Linked DNA regions of Sus scrofa: region 1 is linked to region 2. The links are chromatin contacts, called in public promoter capture Hi-C maps. All regions are on one chromosome and are shown on one strand. Each heading gives the region's core, a stretch centred on a gene start, on an enhancer-like site or on the middle of the called end of the contact. The rest is flanking DNA. Distances are from core to core; before and after follow the strand shown.

Region 1 (5,507 bases), core at 376-2,875, 57 kb before region 2:
GACATTTATAAAGGAAACTTCTCATCCTAAAAGCATTATGAAGATTTCTAGTATAAATCATAAGGAAGATGTATAAATGCAGATTAATATACATTTTTAAATTAAATATACTGATTCATGCACAAGGCCCTTGTGGACAGTTGTTTACCTATCCTAGTTTTTTGTTTTGTTTTTTAAGGTAAAGAGAAATTATGGAAAACACAGACAATGGGCTAACCACTGCAATTAAAAAGGGGAGTGATGAGCACCACACTAAGAAACCTAAACTTAACAATGTTTAGCATTCTAAGATGGTAGCCTATAGAATCAAGAATGAGAAATAATGTTCAATTACATTAAAAGCGGATACCTTTCAAGCCACTCTTTTGGTTTTTCCCATTGTGAAACTTCTGTTCGACAATTGTAGTAGTATTTTTTCCCAGAAGAGCTAATATGTTCAGACCAGTCATCTGCAGAATCATAAGGCTTAAAAAATACATTTTTAAAGATTAGAAAATGTTACTAATACTTAATATCACTTGATATGAAATATCGAGAACGTCGATTGTTTTCAAAGCATACATATGAAAAAAGATTTGTGTTAAAGGTACGCTGATATAAGATGTAATTATGTGTGTATACCTCCTGGGAGAGCTTAGTCTATATAGACCTTAAAGGATAACAATGGAAAACCAATTGCTAAAATATCAAATTAAACAGATTAGTAGTTTATGAGGCCCAGGAACAAAGACATGAAATCAACATCACCTTGACTTTAGAAAAGCATTACAAAAGCTCCCCATCATCACAGCTTTAATTGCTGAAATAAGTCACATGGAGGGAGGTTAGAGAACCCACTCTCAAATGACTGATTTGACAGCATGAGAAAAGAGAAGATCCAAGCTCTTCGCAGCAGAAGTAGTGATCACACAGACTTTAATAGAGAACAACCAGCCTGTATTCAATGTTCTTATTAGTGAGGGGAAAAAAACACAGACACACACCCAAAAAACTTTAATGTAAACACAAAGCTAATTACAAGCTATGACTTTATTTCTCCTCCAAAATCCATGAGATGGGTCAAGTAAGAAATAAATCCTGTCTCTCATTATGGATTAGCAGTATCACTCATTTTCTCTTAACTCAATCTGGTGGAGCCCTGACATGAAAATAAATTAAAAAATATATACTTTGACAGCCCATCCTTCTTCTGGATTTACCACAATGTAGAGGGTCAGTTCTAAAGCTTGAGCAAAGGAATCCTTATGCACTGCCTACTCAGCTTTAATTTACCGCCTGAGAACAAGCCAAGAGAACTTCCAGGTTGTTCACAGGTCACAAAACTAATTAGTGGTAGAAGAAAAAATCTGCTGTTTTTCCAATAAATCAACACTAATTTTGGAAATGTCCTAGTAATCGTGAGGACCCGTGAAGAAATACTACAGAATTTGCTCTGAGGTTTACATCTCAGAATAATAAGGCTGCTGGAAATCAGCCCCATGCTTCTAAACCTTCAAAATCAGTAGACAGTTAATTCTCAATCCCCTAGCTTCCAGAAGGCTAGGATCAGAGTGGTCTAAACCAGCGCTCTTCAAATTGATGGCTGTGTGAACTGTGTGACCTGTGCTATAGGAAAACGAGCTTGCATCAGAATAACTATCAACATACTGCTTCCCCAGCCAAAGGCATTGCTCTACAAAACAAACACTGCTCAAGTAAACAGTGCACTTCATGACAGTTAATTTCCATTCTGGCACAACCTCCAGGACAGTTAAAAGTTCACAAATCAGAACCTTCGTAAGCAGGGGTCTATCATATCCTGGGTTAGTACAAGTTAATGTCTGTCTTAATAGAATGTGCTCCAAGGTACAGCGCTACACAGTAACATACTAGCAACTTAAGTTCATCTTCTCCACCCTGCTTCTATCCTCAAAAAAAAAAGGTTAAGGAAAAAATCTTTTAAGTAAAAGGGTAATTTTTAAAATGCCAATAGCAATTCCTCTTGTGACTCGTCGGATTAAGGACATGACTTGTATCCAGGAGCATGTGGGTTCGATCCATGGCCTAATTCAGTGAGTTAAGGATGCAGTGTTGCTGCAAGCTGTGGTGTTGATTACAGGCACGGCTCAGATCCCATGTTGCTGTGGCTATGGTGTAGGCCGAAAGTTGAAGCTCCGATTTGACCCCTAGCCGGGGAACCCATAAGCTGTGAGTGCAGCCCTAAACACACAAACACACACACACACAGCCAAAAGACAAAATCAATCTCTTTTTTTCAGCTTTACTGGGATATAAGTGACAAAAAACTGTAAGACATTTAAGTGTACACCTCAATGATTTGATATCCATATACATGGTGAACGGATTCCGCTCATCTAGTTATTAACACATCCGTCTCTGTCACCCCAGTCACAGACTTCCCTGTGAGAACATTTCAGCTCTACTTTCTTAGCAAATTTCAATTTACAATACAGTGCTATCAGCTACTTACCAAGTTATACATTAAATTCTCAGGTTTTTTAATTTTAAAAATATCTAAAATTAAAATGAAATGTTTGCAGGCCTTATGTTTTAAGTTTTCTAAGAAATTAGGCTTGGTATAGTTGCCAACATGTGCTCTAAGGCAACGGTTCAATGAGTGCTGCTTGGGAACCCCTGAGGGACTCCGAGAGATCATTCACAAAAACATAACTAATACTGCTACAGATATTGCTGAGACAATTCTATCTTCTGCCTCCTCATTCTATCAAAAGAACACAGTGGTGTTTCCCAGTGGCTTTACAGGAAATTTGATATCACAGAAGACTGGATGTAGAGCAGCTATGACATTCTAGTTATCTTTTCCCATCGAAGTTAAGAATTAAAGAGATGGTCAATGTCTATTTTTGTTTCAGAAAGTTATTTTTCATAGAAATATATTACATGTATTGACATGTAACAATAGCTTTACAACTTTTTTAATAAATTACTTTTCAAATTTATCAGTTTAAAATTTTAATATAGTAAACGATGATAGTCCACATAAATGAAAGTTCTCGATTTTAATGAATGTAGAGGTCTTGAGACTAAAAAGTATGAAAATGGCTGCTGTAAAATAGCACTAAATAATTACTGAAGCACCTATCTGCTCTTTCAATTCAGAATGTCTTAAAACTCCTACATGAAAGCTGCTTTTCTCTTCTTAAATAAAAAAAAGCATCTCCCTATTTACTCTCCCTGAAACAGAGTCCCACCACTCCTTCTCAAAGTTAAGCTATAGAAAACAAAGTGTTAATTTTGGGATTTAATTATGGGTTAATGAAGAATAGTTCATTAAATAACATCAAAGATGGCATTCCCTGTAAAAAGAACTTCTTGGAGTCCTAAGAATTCTATGATTAAGTAGACTATCTTCAGGCAAGACTGATTACAGAGGACAGATCTTAAGTGCCTCAAACTTAAAAAACTCCAAAAGGTATTTAAATTGAAAACAGAAGATATTTAATTAATAGCTAGGGGAGTTGGTGTATAAATGCAAAGTAATCTAGGATTGAATTTAAAGCACTACCAACAAATGAAAATTGGTGAAAGATACTTAAAAGGGAAGATTCCAATTATAATGTCTAAATGGAAATATTTTTTTTCCCCAAGTAAAGAGACTCTCTGAATAAAGAGATCTCTTAAGAAAATCAGAAATATGCATAACAATCTAAAGCAGCCTACGTGATGTCTGGGAGTCCTATCATGATTTAGACTAGGAAGGAGGAGGCATTCAAAAAGGCTAAATATTTAGATTCAACAAGGCCTAGATATTTACTATGAACTGGGGGGGGGCGCTCTGTGTTAAACACCATAATAAATGTTCATCTTAGAACTTAGCAGGGAACTACAACGTGACTATCTTAACACTGAAAAAATTAGGCAGTTTCAACTCGTCTTTCAACAATTAACTTAATACAAATCATCCGTACGACCAAAGGTCTGTGTACCTAACTTCAAATAATACTGCTACCAATTTTCAAAGACAGATTTAAAACTTCAAAAGCGCAAAGGAAAATAAAAACCCACTTTAAAAAAAAGCTATTCCATATTTTAACATGGGTTAAAATAATGTGTTGACCTGGGTTACCTAATACGAATCTGTTCATTTCTTCTTTCATTATGAATATAAATGAGAAGTAATTTTGTTTATTACCAATAAACTTCCATTAGAAGTGATTTTAAAACAGTTACAAATAACCTTCAGAAATGTTCAAAAGCTAGCTTCTCAGATAAGATTAAACTTATAGTTTGCAAAAACATGCCCACTGAGTACATTATAATGAAAAAGATGACTTGAAGGTTAATTATATGTCTAGAGTTGAGATCTACAGAAAGTGGAACCTTGATTCTGAAAACACAAGATATTTATTTAATCCATCTTCAGTTTCCACTCACACAGTGAAATACCAACACCCTTTAAAATTTGGATCTTTCAAGCTTATCTAATGCCTGTTATTTATTCTTTCTAATTTTATCATGTCAATCCATTCCTTATTTTTCCTAAATAAGGGATTTTTCCCACCAAAACAATGTCCACATGGCCTTTGTCCTAATAGCAGACAAATACCAAATCTGAATTGTCAGTGATAAAGGGAACCTTAGGTTGGCGCTACTTTGTTAAATTAATAGGGCCATTTTCCACAAAAATGTAGATACTCATTGTAAAACCTAAGTCTACCTTTTGGTGAAAATGCTTCAGCACAACAGTGCGAGGTCAACACCGTGAAGGTTGAGAGCCGCTGTCTCAGCCTCAATACCATCCGTCTATCTTCTGTTGTGATGCCAGGGCTGGGATAATGCAAATTACATTCTATTTAGCCAGCTGGCTTCCTGTCAGATCCTGCCAACACTAGACATTAGAAGAGGACTGAAAGGCAGGAGAGGGGAGAAGCCTGGAAGGCACAGCTGGTTCCGGTTCCCAGCTGTCCACCCAGAAAGAGAACCCGCTTCCTCACACGTCTCAGAGGCACTATCATCAACCATGCAGGATCCTCCTCTGAGCTGTTAGGTTCTGACAACCTCCCCCACTTCCTTTCATTCCCCAGTCCTCAGGGGTAATCACTACAGTCCACAATACCTGTTAATATCTACTTAACCAACCCTGTATTTAAAATTCTCTGTGCTAAAATAATTAGTATGATTTCTGTTTTCCTAACTGGACCCCGACTAATACAATATTTAAAACTACTCTAAATTAATTTTTATGAACATCACTGACATCCTAATTATATGGAAATGTACTATCCACACACATTCGACAAGGAACAAAAAATAATAAACTCTCAAGGGTCTTTCAATACCAATCAAGATGTCATGTTCACCCATATAACCAAGGCAGCATCTGCTGGATTCAGCCTGTACTTCTACAGCCTTCTAGTTGTTCTTCCTTCCTACAATGTATTTTCCACATTGCTATCTGATGTTTTTAAAACTGTAAATATGTTACTTCACCAATTATATCCTTTAGTAGCCTTTATATAAAATTCATATTTCCTGGCAGGTATAGA
Region 2 (4,988 bases), core at 1,580-4,079:
TGTATTTGTTTTCAGGACTATCAGATCTCCGCAACATTTTATTTGGTGGTGAAGGATCTGCGGCGTCTCGCATTTTTTCATGTCTGTGATCACCACTACTGGGGTGACTCTTCGATGAATACTTAAGTGCCTGTAAAACATCACCCCCCCAAAGAAAGAAAGAATTGACATCTTAAACTTTCTAAATTAATTTCATTACAAAATTTGGTATATAATTTATGTTTTATGAGTTTAGATCAATAAAACTAAAATTTCCTCTTTCAGGTCTACCTTTAAGTTTTACAGACAATACCTAAATGCCTAAGAGTTACTATAAGGCTCCTCAAGTTGTAATACCTTATGTTAAAAAAAAAAAACCCATTCATTATCTTATAAATACAAGAAATCAAACAAATTATCTTATAAATACAAGAAATCAAACATGTTGGGACATTCACTTCTCAATAAATTTTTCTGGAAATTAAAAAGTTTAAAGAAAAGCAGAGTCAGAGTACTACTGTAATTTGTTTCTGCTCTAAAACTGAAATGCATATAAATAAGTATAAACATGTTTCTGCAAACCAACAAAAAAAAAGGGAGAGAGAACCCATCAGGTTTTCCAATTCTTGGATTTAAGCAAAGCATTTCAGACCTAACAACTACTCTTGCAGGTGGCAGAAACAATATTAAGGTATAAAAATGCTGACTGATATTTCTGACATTATCTTAGTGGAACTTAATGGAACTCCCTCGCAATAATCTAGCATATGTAGACATCTTTAACGTATTTAAGACAATGATGATGTAGCAGTCTCTTAAAATGTGTGATTAATTAAATTTCAGAGGGCCTGATTCAACAGGGTTTAATCTTTTAACACATTACAGAGGACCTAGGGTTTTTTTTTTTTTTTTAACTTGAGCTTTAACAACCCATGGTAGTCAGGAACAGATGTAACAGCCTAGAAACCTGATGTAGAAAGTATTTACTTCTAGGGTCCTCTGAGTTACCAACCATTATCCCCACCCCACCCCCACGACGGCCCGGACAAGTGGGGCCACGTCTATCATAATTTTTTGAAATTTTAGATGCAGTGACTGCAACAACAAAGAGGAACCTATGTACCTAGAACCGTCTACATTAGAATGAATTACCCAAGTATCCAAAGACCTCAATTCCTATAGAAACAAAAGCGCCATCTTTCATTAGTAAGGCACTTAACTGCACCAAAAACAAATTAGGAAGGGGTAGTGGTTTACAAAACACTTCAGAGCTGCCAATCAATTAGTGGCTTCTTCCCTGGCCTTCCACCTCATTTCCGTCGCTTCACCTTAACTTTTAGTTCCCCAACACACATAAAGCCGGCTGAGAAATCCCCTATTACCTCGCCCCACCAATCCCCTCACATACAAATAATCGAGTCAGGTCGTTCTTAGCCGAGAACGACTTTTCCTAAAAAAGCCTGACCACCCCCCCGGTCACCTGTCAAAAATCAGTCTCGAGGGCCCGTCGGGCGCCGAGCTCGGGGCCCGGGGGGCCCGCGACGCCCGGGTGGGCTCCGGGGCCCCGAAGGGCCTGCAGCGACTCGCGAAGCCTGCGCTCGAGTAGCAGTTCCTCCCCCGCCCGCCCAGCCCGCCCGCCGCCCGGCCCTCCGCCGCCTCGCGGGTACCTGGTAAGGCTGCGAGTCCCCCCTCCGGTCGTGACAGCTGAAAACAGGAAGAGAGGCGACATGAGACGCGGGCACGGCCCGGCCCCCGCGGAACCCCGCGCCGCCCCGCGCTCCCGCGAATGCCCGGTCGGGCCCCGCGCGCTCACACGCACGCACACGCGCTCACTCGCGCTCACACTCACACGCGCGCCCGCCCGCCTGCACTCGCCCGCCGCCCGCCGCCGCCCGCGCGGCCGCTCCCCCCGGCAGAGCCCGAGCAGGGTTAACAACAAAAATGGCGGCGCGGCCGGCCCCAGATAAGGAGGCGCCCCCCCGCCGCCCGCCCGCAGCCCGGCCCGAAACGAAAAGACGATTTACCCATCACTGAGTCTCTGCTGTTTCCTCGCATACATTACCATCAATGCCCGGCCTGTGAGCGTGTGTCGGGGAGGGGGGACAGCGGCCGCGAGGCGGGCGGCGGGCGCGCAGGCGGCGGGCGGCGGCCTCCGGCGGCACAGGGCCCGGCGCGCCCCGACGACGCTCAGCACCTCCCCGTTACTGGCGCCGGCGCTCCCGGGCCATCTCCCTCCGCCCGCACCACGCTCTCGCTCAGCCGGGCAGCGGCGAACCGGGGGGAGGGGGCAAGAAGACGCGTCCGGCTCGGCCCGCGGAGAGCGACTGCCCCCTCCGCCTTCTCCCCCTCCCTCTCCGTCGCCTCCGCCCCTCCTCCCCCCGCCGCCACCGCCGCCGCTCGGGTCCTTCTCCTCCTCCTCCTCCTCCTGCCGCCGCCGCCGCTGGTGCCGCCGCTGCCGCTCCACCAACTACATCCGGGCAACTCGGCCTCTGCGGCCTTCGGAAGCCCTCGGCAGTTTCCGCCGCGCCCCTCCTCTCCCACCCTCGCGCGGCTCCGGAACGCCGCCTTCGGCAAACCTCGGCTCACCCCGGCCCTCCTCTTCCTCCGAGGCCTGGCTAGCCTCCTCGCGCGCGTCAGCTCTTTCCGGTTGCCGCCACAGAACCCCAGCGTACGTCCGGCCGCCACCGTTCCAGTTTAGGGGTCGTCGGGCTCGGGGAGCCGCCCGAGGCTGGTCGTAGGGGCCCTGGGGCGCGCGGGGAGGGCGGCGCCTTGGGGAGGAGGCTGGTGGGGCGCTCGAGGAGCCATCGCGGACTAAATAAGGGCGGCGGCGGCGGCTGCGCGTGCGCCCAGCGGCGCGGGGGCGGGGGCGCCCTCGGGGAGAGCGCGGGCCTGGTGCTTCGGCGGCCCCGGGCTTGCGGCGGGGTCGCCGGGGGGACGCCCCTCAGGCCTGCTCTTAGGAGCCGAAGTCGGGCCGGGGCGCCGTACGCGGGCAGGGCCCGGAGCTGGGCCTTCGGCTTCGTGAAAGTAAGTCTCACCCGGAAGCGTGCTCGAGCGAGCCTCAGCAAGGGGGGCGCGGGGCCTGCACCCCCAGAGGAAGAGCGAGGGCCGCTCGGCCTTTGGGTTAAAACGACCGAGCCTGGGACGCACGGGTGGGGTTACTTGGGAAAAGAATCGAGGCGCTTCCGCATCCTTGCTCCTAACGTTTCCTCCCCTACCCCCTCCTTCCTTTATTTCCCGTTTTTCTCTCTTTCCGTTCCTTTTCGCTCAAATGCAGTCATCTGGAGGTTCTGCGCGGCTTAGGGAGAGCTTAATGAAATCTCCGCAAACTACATTTTATAGACTGTTCCAGGCCCTATAGGAACATTTGCACATTGGGAGGGGAAAAATCAAGTATCACCACCCCCAAATTAGGGCTTTACTTGAGGGCACTGGTATTCAGATGGTTTTCTTTTTCTGCTCTAAACTTGTACGGCAACATTGAGTGAAAAAGATGATGATAAAGTACACAGCCGTTTACCTGGAAGAAAAAAGCTAAATAGGAAACAAGTCAGAAGAAACAAGATCCCTCCAAAAAACTTATTTATTTGGTATACAACCAGTTGCATTATTTGTGGCATAGTGAAGATACGGAATCATGTGAGGAAAAGGCCCTGAAATCACCACTGATCGAAAAAATATTAATTATGTAACCTTATTTGTCACATTACATGTCAAATGTTAAGATTATTGCTCTTTGTGAGAACCTGTAAAGGACTATTTAATGCCCACTGAAGCTGTCAGTAATTAAGAAAAAAACTGCCAGTGACTGAAATGAGAAACACAAAACAAAACCTGGAGCCTTTTTAAAGTGCAATTTCTAATGTTTTTGTAACAAATATGTTGAAGACAAAAGGCATCAGATTTGTAGGCTACAGAAAGTAATATATGGAGAAACTTTTTGAAAACTGGCAGCAAAACGTATTACTCATTTTTTTTTAATGATTATAAATGTCTGCTGAGCTTGTTACGGTTTGAGCAAAAGCAGCAAACGGGGCTACAGAGGCGACTGCTATGGTCAGTGTAGTCATTGGTCATTCCTCACAGATTCTCTATTCGCAAATTCACCTGCTCACTAAAATTTATTTGTAGTCAATATCCACAGCATTCATGGATGTGCACAGCAAAAAAAGTATTTGCCTAACAGGCACTGCTGAGATTAAAGGCGGCAACACTCAGCGTTATTTCACCTGAGTAAACAAATTCGATTTTCACAATATACAGAGTGTTAGGTTTTTAGCTTTTTGGGGTGCTTTTTATTGGTGCTTTTCCGATTTTAAGGGCTGTCACCCCCCAGCATAGTGCTGAAGTCTTGTCTAGTATTCCTCGGCACGGGAAGGCCATTCTTTGTGGAGAAAATATGTTCCCTGCATAAGGTTCCTTTATGTGCTCACTTGACGTGAATCAAGTGCTCATCAACAGTACATAATAAGTGGAGTTCCTGTCGTGGCACAGTGGCAAAGAACCCGACTAGTATCATGAAGACGCAGGTTTGATCCCTGGCTTTGCTTAGTGGTTTAAAGATCCATCGTGGCCTGAGCTGTGTGTAGATGGCAGGTGTGGCTCGGATCCTTCAGTGCTGTGGTATAGGCCCGCAGCTGTAGCTCCAGCTAGACCCCTAGCCTGGGAATTTCCATACGCTGCAAGTGCAGCCCTAAAAGGACCTAAAAATATATATATGTAGTAAGATGTCTAGACAGAAACACAGCAGCATTTGCAGCATATGGAGGTTTGCAGGCTAGGGGTCGAATTGGAGCTGTAGCTGCCAGCCACAGCCACACCAGATCCAAGCCTCATCTGCAACCTCACCACTGCTCACAGCAACGCAGGATCCTTAACCTGAGTGAGGCCAGGGATCGAACCCAAGTCCTCATGGATATTAGTTGGGTTCGTTACTGCTAGAACTCTCAAAGTTATGTATTGATCAGTTAACAAAAATGTGACCAGACTCACAGGAACCTAACCCTGTATTT

Evidence for each region. Promoter capture Hi-C pulls out the DNA fragments that hold promoters and counts their contacts.
Region 1: a promoter capture Hi-C map of fetal liver shows a contact between it and region 2, with 8 times the contacts expected there. The contact joins the enhancer-like site here to the promoter of WAC in region 2. A contact is called at or near these places in 4 of 5 promoter capture datasets (fetal liver, fetal skeletal muscle, liver and 1 more), 8 of 47 Hi-C or Micro-C datasets (alveolar macrophages, blood, embryonic fibroblasts and 3 more) and 2 of 2 datasets of contacts at active chromatin or transcription factors (alveolar macrophages and skeletal muscle).

What each region holds. Positions count from the first base shown.
Region 1 is chr10:39,985,354-39,990,860 of Sscrofa11.1, reverse strand. It overlaps WAC (WW domain-containing adapter protein with coiled-coil), which reads right to left. Exons shown (of 14, transcript XM_013980205.2): 5 at 350-465. Among named protein-coding and RNA genes, the nearest start is that of WAC, 56 kb to the right of the region's middle. Within about 2 kb of position 1,625, at least 5 of the 83 cell types and tissues checked have an H3K27ac peak or open chromatin away from gene starts, as enhancers often do. A contact at or near this core is called in fetal liver and liver, where this site is marked.
Region 2 is chr10:39,930,403-39,935,390 of Sscrofa11.1, reverse strand. It overlaps WAC (WW domain-containing adapter protein with coiled-coil), which reads right to left and starts at 2,829. Exons shown (of 14, transcript XM_013980205.2): 1 at 2,566-2,829; 2 at 1,647-1,683; 3 at 1-130. The coding sequence starts at 73. LOC100621751 reads left to right here and starts at 2,047. Exons shown (of 5, transcript XM_021064279.1): 1 at 2,047-2,053; 2 at 2,086-2,288; 3 at 2,599-3,003. The coding sequence starts at 2,047.